Linked DNA regions of Mus musculus: region 1 is linked to region 2. Evidence: chromatin contacts called from public Hi-C data. All regions are on one chromosome and are shown on one strand. The core of a region is the stretch at or near the end of the contact, and the rest is flanking DNA. Distances in the headings are between cores, read along the strand shown.

Evidence for each region. Hi-C and Micro-C count contacts between places; a contact is called where the count stands out from the background.
Region 1: a contact with region 2 is called in a Hi-C map of bone marrow-derived macrophages, with 7 times the contacts expected there. The contact joins two enhancer-like sites. A contact is called at or near these places in 4 of 39 promoter capture datasets (the C10 cell line, the HPC-7 cell line, embryonic stem cells and 1 more), 3 of 15 datasets of contacts at CTCF or cohesin (CD8 T cells, large pre-B cells and pro-B cells), 50 of 484 Hi-C or Micro-C datasets (the 63-12 cell line, B cells, the BV-2 cell line and 32 more), 5 of 115 datasets of contacts at active chromatin or transcription factors (bone marrow-derived dendritic cells, embryonic stem cells and microglia) and 1 of 9 other capture datasets (bone marrow-derived macrophages).

What each region holds. Positions count from the first base shown.
Region 1 is chr3:87,317,190-87,324,298 of GRCm38.p6, forward strand. No RefSeq gene overlaps it. Among named protein-coding and RNA genes, the nearest start is that of Gm31879, 30 kb to the left of the region's middle. Within about 2 kb of position 5,597, at least 6 of the 459 cell types and tissues checked have an H3K27ac peak or open chromatin away from gene starts, as enhancers often do. A contact at or near this core is called in bone marrow-derived macrophages, where this site is marked.
Region 2 is chr3:87,238,091-87,245,950 of GRCm38.p6, forward strand. No RefSeq gene overlaps it. Among named protein-coding and RNA genes, the nearest start is that of Fcrls, 22 kb to the right of the region's middle. Within about 2 kb of position 5,736, at least 3 of the 459 cell types and tissues checked have an H3K27ac peak or open chromatin away from gene starts, as enhancers often do. A contact at or near this core is called in bone marrow-derived macrophages, where this site is marked.

The DNA of each region.
Region 1 (7,109 bases), core at 4,347-6,846, 79 kb after region 2:
CTCTGAGGTAGTGTCTGTCTTTTTCCCTGAGATGAGTTTCCTGTAGGAAGCAAAATGTTGGGTTTTGTTTGTGTAGCCAGTTTGTTAGTCTATATCTTTTTATTGGGGGAGTTGAGTCCATTGATATTAAGAGATATTAAGGAAAAGTAATTGTTGCTTCCCGTTACTTTTGTTGTTAAAGTTGGCATTCTGTTCTTGTGGCTGTCTTCTTTTAGGTTTGTTGAGGGATTATCTTCTTGCTTTTTCTAGGGCGTGGTTTCCGTCCTTGTTTTGGATTTTTTCTGTTATTATCCTTTGAAGGGCTGGATTCATGGAAAGATAATGTGTGAATTTGGTTTTGTCGTGGAATACTTTGATTTCTTGATCTATGGTAATTGAGAGTTTGGCTGGGTATAGTAGCCTGGGCTGGAATTTGTGTTCTCTTACTGTCTGTATAACATCTGTCCAGGCTCTTCTGGCTTTCATAGTCTCTGGTGAAAAATCTGGTGTAATTCTGATAGGCTTGCCTTTATATGTTACTTGATCTTTTTCCCTTTCTGCTTTTAGTATTCTATCTTTATTTAGTGCATTTGTTGTTCTGATTATTATGTGTCGGGAGGAATTTCTTTTCTGGTCCAGTCTATTTGGAGTTCTGTAGGCTTCTTGTATGTTCATGGGCATCTCTTTCTTTAGATTTGGGAAGTTTTCTTCTATAATTTTGTTGAAGATATTTGCTGGTCCTTTGAGTTGAAAATCTTCATTCTCATCGACTCCTATTATTCGTAGGTTCGGTCTTCTCATTGTGTCCTAGATTTCCTGGATGTTTTGAGTTAGGATCTTTTTGCATTTTGTATTTTCTTTGATTGTTGTGCCGATGTTCTCTATGGAATCTTCTGCACCTGAGATTCTCTCTTCCATCTCTTGTATTCTATTGCTGATGCTTACATCTATGGTTCCAGATTTCTTTTCTAGGGTTTCTATCTCCAGCGTTGCCTCACTTTGGGTTTTCTTTATTGTGTCTACTTCCCTTTTTAGGTCTTGGATGGTTTTATTCAATTCCATCACCTGTTTGGTTCTGTTTTTCTGCAATTCTTTAAGGGATTTTTGTGCTTCCTCTTTAATGTCTTCTACCTGTTTAGCAGTGTTCTCCTGTATTTCTTTAAGTGAGTTAAAGTCCTTCTTGATGTCCTCTACCATCATCATGAGATATGCTTTTAAATCCAGGTCTAGCTTTTCGGGTGTTTTGGGGTGCCCTGGACTGGGCGTAGTGGAAGTGCTGGGTTCTGATGATGGTGAGTGGTCCTGGTTTCTGTTAGTAAGATTCTTACGTTTACCTTTCGCCATCTGGTAATCTCTGGAGTTAGTTGTTATAGTTGTCTCTGTTTAGAGATTGTTCCTCTGGTGATTTTGTTACCCTCTATTAGCAGACCTGGGAGACTAGCTCTCTCCTCTGAGTTTCAGTGGTCAGAGCAGTCTCTGCAGGCAAGGTCTCCTCTTTCAGGGAAGGTGCACAGTTATCTGGCGTTTGGACCTCCTCCTGGCCGAAGATGAAGGCCCAAAACAGGATCTTTCACAGAAGCTGTGTTGCTTTGGCCTGTCACAGTAGCCATTGTTTCAGTAGTCCACAGTCTCACCTGTGTAGACTACTTTCCGCGGAGTCCTGAAACCAAGATGGCTCCCGTGGATCTTGAGGTAAAGGCCTCCCAGGCTGGGTGGACACCTGTCCTCTGGCCAGGAAGGTGGCCGGATGTCTGGAGCCCGAAAATGGCGCTGCCCTAGAAGCTCTGTGGCTCTCGTGTGTCCCAGAAGCTGCTAGTCTCTGTAGTCTACACTCTCACCTGTGCAGACTGTCCTCCACAGAGTCCCAAAACCAAGATGGCTGCTGCGGAACCTGAGGCAGAAGCCTCCTGGGCCGGGCGGACACCTGTCCTCTGATCAGGAAGGTGGCTGGTTGTCTGGAGCCGAAAATGGCGCCTCCTCAGAAGGTCTGTGGCTCTCGCCTGTCCCAGAAGCTGCTAGCCTCTGTAGTCCACACTCTCACCTGTGCAGACTGCCCGCTGTAGAGTCCCAGAACCGAGATGGCTCCCACGGAACCTGAGGCAGAAGCCTCCCAAGCCGGGCGGACACCTGTTCTCTTATTGTGTGTATTTTTATAAATAGAAATGAGGTTTATACTTTGTTGTGATTGGTCATTTGTGCTAGGAGAAGACAGGAGAAGAACTTACATAAATCATTAAGGGAAAACTGAGAGTCACAATTAAAGAGAAAATTGACATTTGTTATCAGTTATTGGCACAAGATCATCAGACTGAACCTGTGAGATATTAAATAAAAAATCACTACCTTCAAGAAATATGCTAACAACTTGGGGATGTTTCCTTAGAATATCGTGTGTGTGTAGGGGTATCTTCATAATTGTAAACTCTTTAGAGAATCATGCTAAAACATACATGAGAACTCAAATATTAACATTTTTCTCTCAAAAACCTCTTACACTTCTTAAGCACTTGCTTAGTACACACTGAAGAACTGGAAATTCTTGACCAATGTGTTCAGTCTTCCAATATGTTACAGATTCTTAAAACACATTGCAGTTATTCAAAACATTAAAAATATAAATTGTTTCTAAACAGGTAAAAGATACTAATGCCACATGCTTTTCTTACTTCATCTTCTCCATTTTACCTTTTCCAACCAAAGATTTTTATCATTAAATATAATTTTAATATTTTGATATAATGTTGACTTTTAAATATTAGCAATTTGCTTAATTGCTAGGTATAGAGACCTGAAGTACCAATGGCTTAGACTCTTACTTATTTTGTTTTTCACCTAAGAAGATGTCTTTCGTAGCTGTAGATGTGGGGTCTCAGCTGCTAGGCACTGTATGCCCAATGGGGCAGCAGTGAGTGACATGTCTACTATGGATGCAACCAGCCACTGAGAATGGCTCCACAGGGGTCAATCCATGTCTGGTCAAAAGTTCCGGGACGCGCAAAAGCTCTGGGCGGCAAATGGCTCCGGCCCAAAGGGGACTCTCTCTCAGTTGTGTTAAATGGACACGTTTATGTTTGCAGTCTTGCATTAGTGCTGCTTCCAGCTTGATTAGAGAAGCTCCTTTTTTCCCAGCGGGTGATGCTTAATGCAGAGGGTGACTGTTGAGTTATTGGTCCTAAATGGTAGATGTATAACTGTTGGAAAGAATATTCTTGGTGTCCCACAAGGAACTCAGAAGCAAAGGGACAGTATCTCAGCCAGGCAACTTCTTTTTGAAAACTAGTGTTCTGGGAACCAAACCAGGCTAGCGAGTAACTGCCAAAATGACCTCTGTCTTTTATCCCTGACATATGTGGTGACAATAGCTCATCCTAGTAGTGGGATCTCAACTTTACAATCTGATATAATTGGCTACAAAGGGAAAGGGGGGCTCAGAAATATGGGCCCGTGCACTGTTTCTCAAAACTCCCTGTCCCTCTTTATTATACACTAAATGTCTATTACTGTTTGTATCATCTGTTCCTCTGAAGTGGTAACCCTAACTGCCACTAAGGGATTAGGCAATGATAGAATGGCTTCTTGAACCTCACTCAGAAGGGGAAATAAAACAGTCATTGGAGGTGGATGAAGGGAACTGGGTAGGAGAGGGGACGGGGAGAAGAACGGCAGAGGGGGTCAGGTGTAGGGAGAGCTGGGGAGAGAGCCAGGAGAGTGAAATCTACGGACAGGGTAGGGGATGGACGTGGGGGGTGCATCTCTTGGTCATGCCAGACACCTGGACTGGGGAGGCTCCAAGGAGTCTATGAGGGTGATTGGTCCAATTTGAGATTCATCCCATAGGCAAGAACCAATTCCTGATTCTATTAATGATACTCAATTATGTTTGCAGACAAGAGCCTAGCATAACTATCTTCTGAGAGGCTCCACCCACCAGCTGACTGAAACAGAAGTAAAGACCCACAGCGAAACATTAGATGGAGCTCAGAGAGTCTTGTGGAAGAATTGGGGTAAGGATTGAGGAACTCCACAAGAAAACAGAGTCAACAAACAAGGACACTTGGGGGCTCCCAGAAACTGAACCACCAACCAAAGAACATGTATGGGCTGGACCTAACCACCCTAACCACCCCACATATGTAGCAGATGTGCAGCTTGGTCTTTATATGGGTCCCCAAACAACTGGAGCAGGGACTGTCCATGACTCTGTTGCCCGCCTGTGGATCCTGTTCTAACTGGGTTGCCTTGCCTGGCCTGCTGTGGCTCCATGTGCCAGAATGGGTTGGTACCCAGGGGCGACCTTCCCCTTCTCAGAGAAGGAGAGGGAAGGGCTGTGGGAGGGGAAAGTAGAGAGGAGGAGGAGGAGGAGGAGGAGGAGGAAGAGGAGGAGGAGGAGTTTAATTTTTTTCTTTTTTCTGTCTTGACCCACTTTTCATATTGGAGAAAGTTGTGCAGTTTCCATGAGTTTTTAATTTATCTCTTCAGACTTTCTTTGTGTGAGAATATGTGGTCAATTTTGGAGGAAGTTCTGTGAGGTGCTAAAAAGAAGGTATATTCTTCCATGTTTGGGTCAAATGCTCTGTAAATATTAAAATATTCTGTTAGGTCTGTTATTTGGTATAGAATTTCTGTTTAGTTTTAGTCTGGATGGCCTGTACATTAGTGAGAGTGGAGTATTGAACTCTCCAGCTATCACGGTGTGAAAGTCAATAGGTGGTTTAAGCTGTAGTAGTGTTATTCACAGAAATGGGTGCCTTTGTGTTTGGGGCATAGATATTAAGAACTGAAATGTCATTTTGGTGAATTTCTCCTTTGATGACTATAAAGTGTCCTTTTCTGTCCCTTTTGATTAGTTTTGGCTTGAAGTCTATTTTGTTAGATATTAAAATTTTCACAACTTTTAAATCCATTTGCTTGGAATATCTTTTCTCAACCTTTTACCCTGAGGCAATGTCCATGCTCGATGTTAATGATGTATGCTTCTCGGATGAAGCAGAAGGATGGATCCTGGTTTCACATCTAGTCTGTTAGTCTGTGTCTTTTTACTGGGGAATTGAGACTGTGGGTATTGAGAAATAGCAATGACCAATAATTGTTGATTCCTGTCATTTTGTTGTTGGTGATGATAGCATTGTTGTTGTTGTTGTTGGTGGTGGTGGTAGTGGAGGTGGTATTGTAGTTGTTATGTTTTTGGTTGTGGTGGTAGTGGTGGAGATGGTGGAGGTGGTGGTGGTATTGTTTTTGTTGTTTGTGGTGGTGGTATGTGGTTGTACTTCCCTTCTTTTGGTTTTGCTGTGTTAGTGGCTTTTTAATAAGTGTGTTACAGTTTTTCTTCTTATCCAGCTATCTCCCAAATGATTGAGGCTGGATTATTATATTATTTAACAAGCTTTAAAGGCACAATAACTGAGCAATATTACTCTATTTTAATCTTCTATGCTAGCCTGGTTACCTCAGCCCAGGTCCGTAAGGTACATGAGATATTTGCATTTTACAGCTTTCTCTTCGTGGTCTGTTCTCTCATGGTGTCTCCTGGACTCTTTCCCGGTGGCTAAACCCTACTTCTCTCTCCCACCCGCTTCCCTGGCTGGCAGGAAGTCCAGCCCTATTCTCTCCTCTGCTTAGTCATTGGCTGTTAAGCTGTCTTTATTGACACATCTGGGAACAAATGGGGAGCTGGTGTTTACACAAGCTTGAGACTGGAGATTCTCTGAATAAGGATTGCAATCAGATACAGGGGAGACAGAAATTGGCATTTGAATCTTCACACAGTGCACAATAACATTATGCCTACATTGCTGGTGTGAGATTGTTTATTTCCTGTGTTTTCATGGGTCTAGTTAACCTCCTTGCATTGGTCTTTCCCTTCTAGGACCTACAGTAGGGCTGGATTTGTAGCTAGATATAGTTTAAATTTAGCTTTTTAATGAATATCTTATTTGCCCCATCTATGGTGATTGAAGGATTTGCTGGGTATAGTAGTCTGTCTGGCGTCTGTGGTCTTTCAAAGTCTGTAAGACATCTGTCCCGGCCCTTCTGGCATTTAGAGTTTCCATTGAGAAATCAGGTGTCATTCTGATAGGTCTGCCTTTATATGTGACTTGACCTTTCTCCCTTGAAGTTTTCAATATTCTCTCTTTGTTCTGGATGCTTGGTGTTTTGGTTATTATGTGGCAAGGAGGCTTTGTCTTCTGGTCCAATCCATTTGGTGTTCTGTATGATTTTTGTACCTTTATAGGTATGTCCTATTTTTAGATTTGGAAAATCTTTTCTATGATTTTGTTGAAAATATTTTCTGAGCCTTTGAGCTGAGTTTTTTCACCTTCTTCTGTTGTTAGTATTCTTAGGTTTTGTCTTTTCATAGTGTCCCAGATTTTCTGGATGCATTGTGTCAGGAAATTTTTTTTATTTAACATTTTCTTTAACTGATCTATCCACTTCTTCCATCATACTTCAGTGTTTGAGATCTTCTCTTCCATCTCTTGTATTCTGTTAGTGAAGCTTGCCTCTATAGTTCCTGCTCAAATTTCTAAACTTTTCATTTCCAGAATTCCTTCAGTTTGTGTTTTATTTACTGTATATATTTCCAGTTTCAGGTCTTGAGCAATTTTATTCATTTCCTTCAGCTATTTGGATTTTTTGGTTTTGTTTGATTTTTGTTGTTGTTTAACTTTCTTGGGTTTCTTCATTTCCTACGATTGTTTGTTGTTTTTTCCTAATTTTCTTTTTTTTTAATTAAAAAAATTTTTTTTTAATTTTTTAAACATTTTAAAAAGATTCTGCTTGCATGTATGCCTGCCTGCCAGAAGAGGGCACCAGATCTTAATATAAATGGTTATGACCCACCCGTAGTTACTGGGAATTAAACTCAGCACCTCTGGAAGAGCAGCCAGTGCTCTTAACCTCCAAGCTATCTCTCCAGCCCCTTTCCTAGATTTATTTCAGGGATTTATTTCTTTCCTTCTTAACGGCCTCTATCATCTTTATGTAGTTTTAAGGTCTTTCTCTTGTGCTTCAGCTATGTTGGAATATTGAGGGCCTGCTGTAGTGAGATAGCTGAGCTGTAGTGAGGACTTAACTGTCCTAGGGGTCACTGATGGTGATCTTGTGCTGGTATCTAGGTATATGAGTTTGTG
Region 2 (7,860 bases), core at 4,486-6,985:
AGCAGCGGGGTTTGTCACGACAGTTTCCTAAACATCAGTAGGAATTAGGTTTGCTAATTTGCTGTTTAATTGTGAAATGTTTGAGCACCTGGTTCCCAAGGTTGTGAAGACCTTAAGAGGCAGAGCTTTGCTAGAGGAAGGGAGTCATAGGGGGCGGGGTGTTGAAGTTTAAGAGCTTAGCCCCACTTCCTGTTCACTTCCTGCTTCCTGACTGCCAGCTGCCTCTTGCTCTTGCTGCTATGCCCTCTCCACAACGATGGACAGGATTTTCACAAACTGTAAGCTGAAATAACCCACTTCTTCCTTAAAGTGTCTTTCATCAGGCACTTTGTCACAACAGTGAGAAAAGTACATAATGCCTCTCTCTCGCTTCCACATACTTTCTCACATGCTTCTTCATTACTGCTGGGTGATTCTTCCGCTCTCACGTTCTATGTATATATGTGTATTGTGTATGTATATGCACATATATATGTACATATATGTATACAAAAATTAAGTCTATAGCCTGTACATGAGAGAAATCATGCAACATTTTATCTTTCTTTCCCTGTTACCACCCCTCTACTTTCACATCCAATACATACACACATACTTCTAGATTCCGTATATAGAGAAAATGCAATACTTTTCTCCTGAGTGTGGCTTATTTGACTTAATATGGTGATCTCCAGTTCCATCCATTTCTCAGAAAATGATATAATTTCTCCTTTCTGAGACATTCTCACCATGCATTTGTAATAGCTGTTCTTGGAGTCAACTTGACTACATCTGGAATAAAGTACAGTTCAGAAATGGAGGGTATATCTGTGAGAGATTTTTTTGAGGTGAGGGGGGTGTGGTTTGAAGTGGCTAGATCCATTTCTAGTCTGAACCTTTGAGGTAGTAGGAAGGCACAAACCTTTGTCTTGGTCTTGAGGCAGGAAGACACACTGTTAATCTGGGCTACACCTTCTGCTGGAAGCCTATAGAAGGGCCTGGAAGAAGGAAGCTTCTGTTCTTTGCTCGATTACTCTTGCCTTGCTAGAAAGCCTATCTTTCCACTGGCATAGCATTGGAGCCTACTTCTTCAGATCACAGTGTCTATTGAAGACAAGCTGAGACATCCAGCCTTGTAGACTGAGTAACTTTTGGATTTTTGGACTTTCTCTTCATAACCAGCCACTGTTGGATTAGCTGGATTACAGCCTGTAAGTCTTTCTAATAAAAGTCCAATTGGAGCTGTGACTGCTACATGTTTGGTTGTATTCCTTAAGAGTCTCCTACTACTCAAGTCCTAGGTCTGAATGTTGATTTGCTTTTAGATAGTCTTAAATGTATCCTTGCTGGCCTCAAACTCCATTTCCCTGCATGGGGTATGTGTCACTAGGCCCATTCAGCTTCTGGTTTTAAGTCCTGTTTTGATCAATTGAGTTCACATTTTAGTTCAGTACTGCCTTTTTCCACATAACAGCTCACTCTTCTAGACTCAGATTAAGTGCTGTCTATTCTATTCTATTCTATTCTATTCTATTCTATTCTATTCTATTCTATTCTATTCTATTCTATTCTATTCTATTCTATTCTATTCTATTCTATTTTGAATATCCAGGTGTGGAAACCACCCATCTGAGAGTTCTCAGAGATAGCTGTTCCTACCTGTACCTTAGTACTGAGTGTTAGGGTAGGATGCAGAACTGCTTTGGAGTGTATTTACACAGGTCTACCCATGTAAGCAAATTTTAGAAGGCTTCATTCTAGGGCAAGCAAAGCTACCAGGAGCAGACCCCAGCTGTGCACTCAGGTGGCTCAGTGGGCAAAGTGTGAAAGGCGCTGCTTTTCACCCTCCCCCCTTTTTATTCCTTGGCTCTCATAACAATATTTAAGAAACAAAGCTTCCTTTTTATATACAGAAAAACAATCAACATTAATTACAGAGATTTAAAGAATATTGAAAATTAGGGGGAAATAGCAGATTAGTCTCTGGAAAATAAGTGAAATGAGTCCTATGATACACTGGCTCCCACTCTGTGATGGTGAAGGTGAGTTGTCGGCATGGCAGTTGAATCAGTTGGGAGACATGTCTGTAGAGGACTATCCTGACTGTCTGAGTGAGGTGGGAAGACCTGCCCACTGTGGATAGCACCATTTCATGGCTGAGATCCCGAGGTGTGTAAGTGATGAAAGGGGGTGGAACTACAGGATGCATCCCTTGCTCTCTGCTCCCCAATTGTGGGCAGGACCTTCCCAGCTGCTCTAAGCTTCTTCCTTCCGGCTTAGCTTCCCTGCTATGATGGAATATTTCTGGAACTGTGAGGAGAATAAACTCTTTTTTTTCTCCCTTAACTTAATTTTGTTCAGGATATTTTATCACAGCAACAGTCTATTCATTGTATGAATTTTAATTTAACTCAGTTGTAATCAAGTGATAAAAACAAAATTATACACATTTTGCACACATGGGTAAACTAGTCAACACATTAAAGAAAGGACCTGCAGACATGAGACCGAGTAAGGGAGAAACAAGTAACTTCTGGGATCTCAAACTAAGAATATTTTAGTTTATATCATAGTATATATTCACAAAATCATATTTTCATACACACACACACACACAAAACCTCCTCCTATGTGTCTTCAGAGACCAGAGTTACACAATGAAACCATTTATACCATTTGTCTTAAATTTAATCATAATAAGAAAGTCATTATAATTTAGTTGATAAAAATATATTTTATTCTTTAACTATTTATTGGTTCTTTGTGAAGCTCACATCCTGCACCCCAATCTCACTTATATGCCCACACTCTACCCTTGCAATATCGCTCCCTCAGCAGAAAAAAATCTCATTTAGGAAGTTGGAGTGTGTCCCAGTGTGTCCCACAGTACACCCTTTTGTCTACACTTCTTTGCTTGCAAATGTTCACTGCAAGGACTGGTACTAGGCCTCTGGCTTCTGCTACTCTATCCATACTGGATCCTCACTGGGTTGCCTCTCGGATATCCTGTGGTTGCCCTGTGTTATGGAGATCCTATGGTTTTGGATTGACAAAGGAAGACAGGCGGGAGTAAGAATCTTTAGGTAAACAATCGCTGCAGTACATTGGCCTGACTGGACTTGCTATTCGCATCAGAAGTGGAGTAGGTCATGTTTTATCTGGGTTTTCATCAACTTGGGAAAAAACATTATTTATAAACAATGTTTCTTGGTCTTTGAAGGGCAGTGGAAGGGGGAGCAGAAAACAAAAGAAATATGAAATAAGACAGTCTTGAGAAATACCAAGTAGGCTTTTGACCTCAGGCTAGCAAGGCTATTTAATACGACAGTGTTCAATTGCTTCTTCTGGTTTTGAGTACAGTTTAAAGAAAGAAAGATTTTTAATTTTGCCTTTTCTCTCTATTGGCTGGAACATAGCTTGGAGTAATTTGTTCCAAGATGAGGCTGTACATAGAGAGCCTGTGCTTGATCCCTTTCATTTCTGAAACTTGATTGCACAGGGGAACAGTCAGACTAGGCACACAGTCTTGGGGACAAGTGCCTGTATCCGTTACTTCTCTCACTGCTGAGACAAAACACCTGACCTAAACTCACAGTTTGAGGGGACACATTCCATCGCAGCAGTCAGGGTGAGAGGCTCGGTGAGCGCCATTACATTCAAGCACAGGAAGATGGATGTTCCTGTTTGCTTAGCTCTCTCTCTCTTTTTTATGGATCCTGCCTTCCCAGCCTTCAGAATGGTGCCGCCCACATTTAGGGTGGGCCTTTGCATCACAGTTAACTAAGCATAGGTAATCCTTTACAGGTATGCCCAGACTCTTGTTTCTAGAACTTGTCAAATTGACAGTCAAGACCAACCATCAGGATGACTGTCAACTCTTATGCTACTCTTGATTTATCACTGAAAACTAAGGCTGGGGAGATCGGAGGTCAGCCTTCAGGCTGATACTTTGAATTGTGGGAGGATGCCATTCTTATTTCTTCAAGATTTCTCCACCCTGTGGAAGTGCGATCCCAGGACTGAGTTTGTCTTCTGCACTTCTGCACTAGACTGGAGAGTTGGGAGAATCTTGTAGTGTAAGAAAGTGACTTTTTCTGCTTACTTTCACATATGTCTGCTCTGATTTTTCTAACAGCCAAGTTGTCCTATTGTTCTTCAATTCTAAAGACCTTAAAGTTTTAGGAGATTCATCTTACCCTCTACATTAGTTAGTTACCTTTGCATCATGGTGACTAAAACACTTGCTAGAAACAATGAAGGAAGATTTTATCTAGGTTCATGGTCCCAGAAGGTTACAGGTCACCACAGTTAGGAGGACTTGGCAGCGCTGCTCAGTGTGTAGGTGAGAGCACAGCATGGTGACGAGCATGTTCGTATACCAATGTGGAGCACAGAGGGGGGAGCACGGAGTGGGGATGAGAACCGAGGCTAGGCTACCATGTTCCAAGTCTCAGGCCCAGTGAAGGACTTCCATCAGACATCTCACACCTAAAGGTTCCACAGTCTCTCCAGACAGTGCCACGAACCAAAGAGCTGTGCAGGACACCTCAGATTCAAATCACATCTTCTGTTGGTAGGTTTCTGAGTCTTCAATTTTAGTGTTTAGTATCATTATTAGATTTATCTTTTCCTGGGATTTTATAGGTATTTGTTACAAAACTATAGGACACCAGGTTAGAAGCAGCTTGCCAGATATTTATTGACTCTATAAAGTCTGACTATGAAATTCAGAAGGCTTAATCCATCATAAAGTTATCATTTGCTCTTATAGGGAAGGTGGCTTAGACTTGTTGAGCCACTCAGAAACGAGCATAGAGTAGGGTTTCTAATTCAAGACTCTTTCTCCGACTCTCTCTCTCTCTCTCTTCCAGGTGTCCATATAGTTCCTGCACCATGGAGCCATTGTAAATGGTCAGGATTAGGTGTTAGAGACCACAGTATCCATTCCTTTCAGGGGTTTGCAGTCTAGTCTGCCCTCACCTGCTCATGCCCACAGGTAAGGGAGCAGGCAGGCTACATCTGGACCATGGCTGTTGGAGAGGCGCTTGCCCATCTTTGTCAATATTTCCCCTGTTACTGCTTCCCATTGGTAGCACCTCTGGTCTGATAGGTCAACATTGGGGGAATCCTGGGAAGCAATTCAGGTGGAGGCTATCCCTGTGACAGACAGAACCACGGCATCTATGGCAACAGTAAACAAGAACAGAGAGGAGCTATAGATGGAAGCAGGGTGAGAGAAAAAGGGTCAGAGAAGTCAACTGTCAGGAAGCAAAGGATGATGGGAAATGTTGGCCTCTCCACACAAGTCCTGGGCCGAAGGAGTCCAGGGGGATAAAGCAGAGGATGATTGAGAGGACACTTGAGCAGAGGAATGATCAAAGAAAAAGATGCTATAATCATAACCACAACCCGACATCTGATTTGGCCTCAAACTTAGGCTAGATGTGACAAAAGTAGAGCAGTATCTCTGACAGTGCTTCTCAACCTTCCCTTCCTGATGCTGGTGACCCCAACATAAAGTTATTTTTGTTGGTACTTCATGACTGTAAATTTGCTACTGTTATGAATCATAATGTAAATATCTGATATGGTATGTGACCCCTGTGAAAAGGTTGTTTGACCCCCAAAAAGGGTTGTGAGCCCCAGAACCTCTGATCTAAGGGCTGGTGCCAGAGCTGGCTGGCCTCTTTGCAAGCCTGCAGTTCCTGTGGTTTCTAAGAGACTAAGAGGGCTTGAGACTGCAGAACCCCGACTATGTCAGAAGAGGGCACTCTTTCCTAACAGACTGCTCCTACCAGCCTTTTAAAAGCAAGCCACACTGACCTGTCCTCTCAGCTAGACGAGACACATGGGGTACTTTATTCAGAGTCACTCCCTGATATTAGACCAAACTGATAGACCTGGGATCTTGTGTGGCTACACACTGTTGAATCCACAAATACATAAGGAGAACTGCACACATGTCAGCATTCTCCCAGGAGAGGCAGATGAAGAGGCAGTGCTCTGTGATGATTAATAAGGTATGCTGTACAGTAGCCTAAACATATATATCTCGGATGACTCTAACCATGGTAATAAAACCTTTAAGACATTGAAGAAATAACTGGCACTGCTAAGGGGGCCAAGATCTGAGACTAGGTAGGGAGACAAGATCTGGGACTAGGGAGAAATTCTAACACTGTTATTCTGCAAAAGGAACATAGCCACAAAATGACTTCTAATGACATTCTGCTAGACTATACAGAGAAGCAGCTTTTGCAGTAGATAGGAACTAACATATGGAGTCTCGAATGGGAAATTTGTGCAGTGAGAGACTTAGGAGCACCCTGTCCTAAGTGTGCCGTCTTCATAAAACCCTTCCCTCAGGACTCAGGGATCTATGCAGAAAAGGAGGTAGTACATTTATAAGAGCCAGAGGTGATGGCTGACCGCAAGGAAATAGTGTCTTCCAGAAACAACTGGACTGGGAGGGAGAAGTAGATATAGACTCCTAGCCTTAACTAAGAAACTATCTGCAATTGATCTCTGGAAAAGGAAAAATTAGACTGCAATGGAGTCTCACTGGATAATTGACCACAAATTAGAGTAGGCCCCGCCCAGGAGTAGCTGGCTGACACAACATGAACTCAATGGTGTTTTGTAATTTTTTTTCCTGTCTCATTTGATTTGTTTGGATTAAAAAAAATATTTATTTATTTCATGTATATGAGTGCTCTGTCTGCATATATACCTGCTTGCCAGAAGAGGGCATCAGATCACATTGTAGATGGTCAATGTGGTTGCTGAGATTTATTTATTTATTTATTTATTTATTTATTTATTTATTTACTTACTTACTTACTTTTGTTTTTCGAGACAGGGTTTCTCTGTATAGCCCTGGCTGTCCTGGAACTCACTCTGTAGACCAGGCTGGCCTCAAACTCAGAAATCCACCTGCCTCTGTCTCCCAAGTGCTGGGATTAAAGGTGTGTGCCACCACTGCTCGGTGATTGCTGAGAATTTAACTCAGGACTTCTGGAAGAGGAGCCAGTGCTCTTAATCGCTGGGCCATCTCTCCAATTCCTGTTTGGATATTTTTTGTCACATCAGTCTTTTGATTGTTTAGTTTGATTTCCATTTTGTGTGTGTGTTTCAGGTTATGTGTGTGCGCGCACACACATGTGTGTGTTTCTTATTTTTTTATTGTTTGAGAGAGACAGAGAGAGAATAAAGAGAGATCATAAAGTTGGGGAGTAGGTGGGTATAAGATCTGGGTATAAGATCTGGGAGAGAGGAAAACATGCTCAAAGTATATTATATGAAATTCTTTTCTCAATTTGAAAAAGAAAAGATGTGGTGTGAAGTACCTTGAATTAGAGTTGTAGGTCTGCCAATTCCTGTGTGCTCCTACATAATTTACTTAATCTCTCCAGGCTGTGTTGTTTCTAACTGAAAGAAGCCAAAAAAAAAAAAAAAAAAAAAGGCACTGACTTGGGGTTATTCTAAAAGCTAACTAAATAATTCAATGCAATTAAGGCATTCTGCGTACTGTCTCATTAGAAGATGGCAGTCATCGTGTTCTCATAAAGCTTCTACTGTTCTCAATGATGAAGAGAAGCACGGACTTTATGGAGCAATGCTGTTTTTATTCTCGTTCACTACTGTGAGTCTGAGGTGGTCACTCCGTCTCTCTGGTCCTTGATTTCTGGCATCTGCAGAGGATCAGCTTTCCGCTGATGTTATTGGTGGTGGTATTGTAGGCTAGTAGACATGGTGATGATAACACCCTTAGATCTGCCTGGTGACTCAGAAGCCCATTACAGGGGGTTCCACAGACTTCCAACTCCACCAGCAACCCTGTGGTTTTTCATGATGCCTTTTGGAGACATCTTTGTTTTTTAT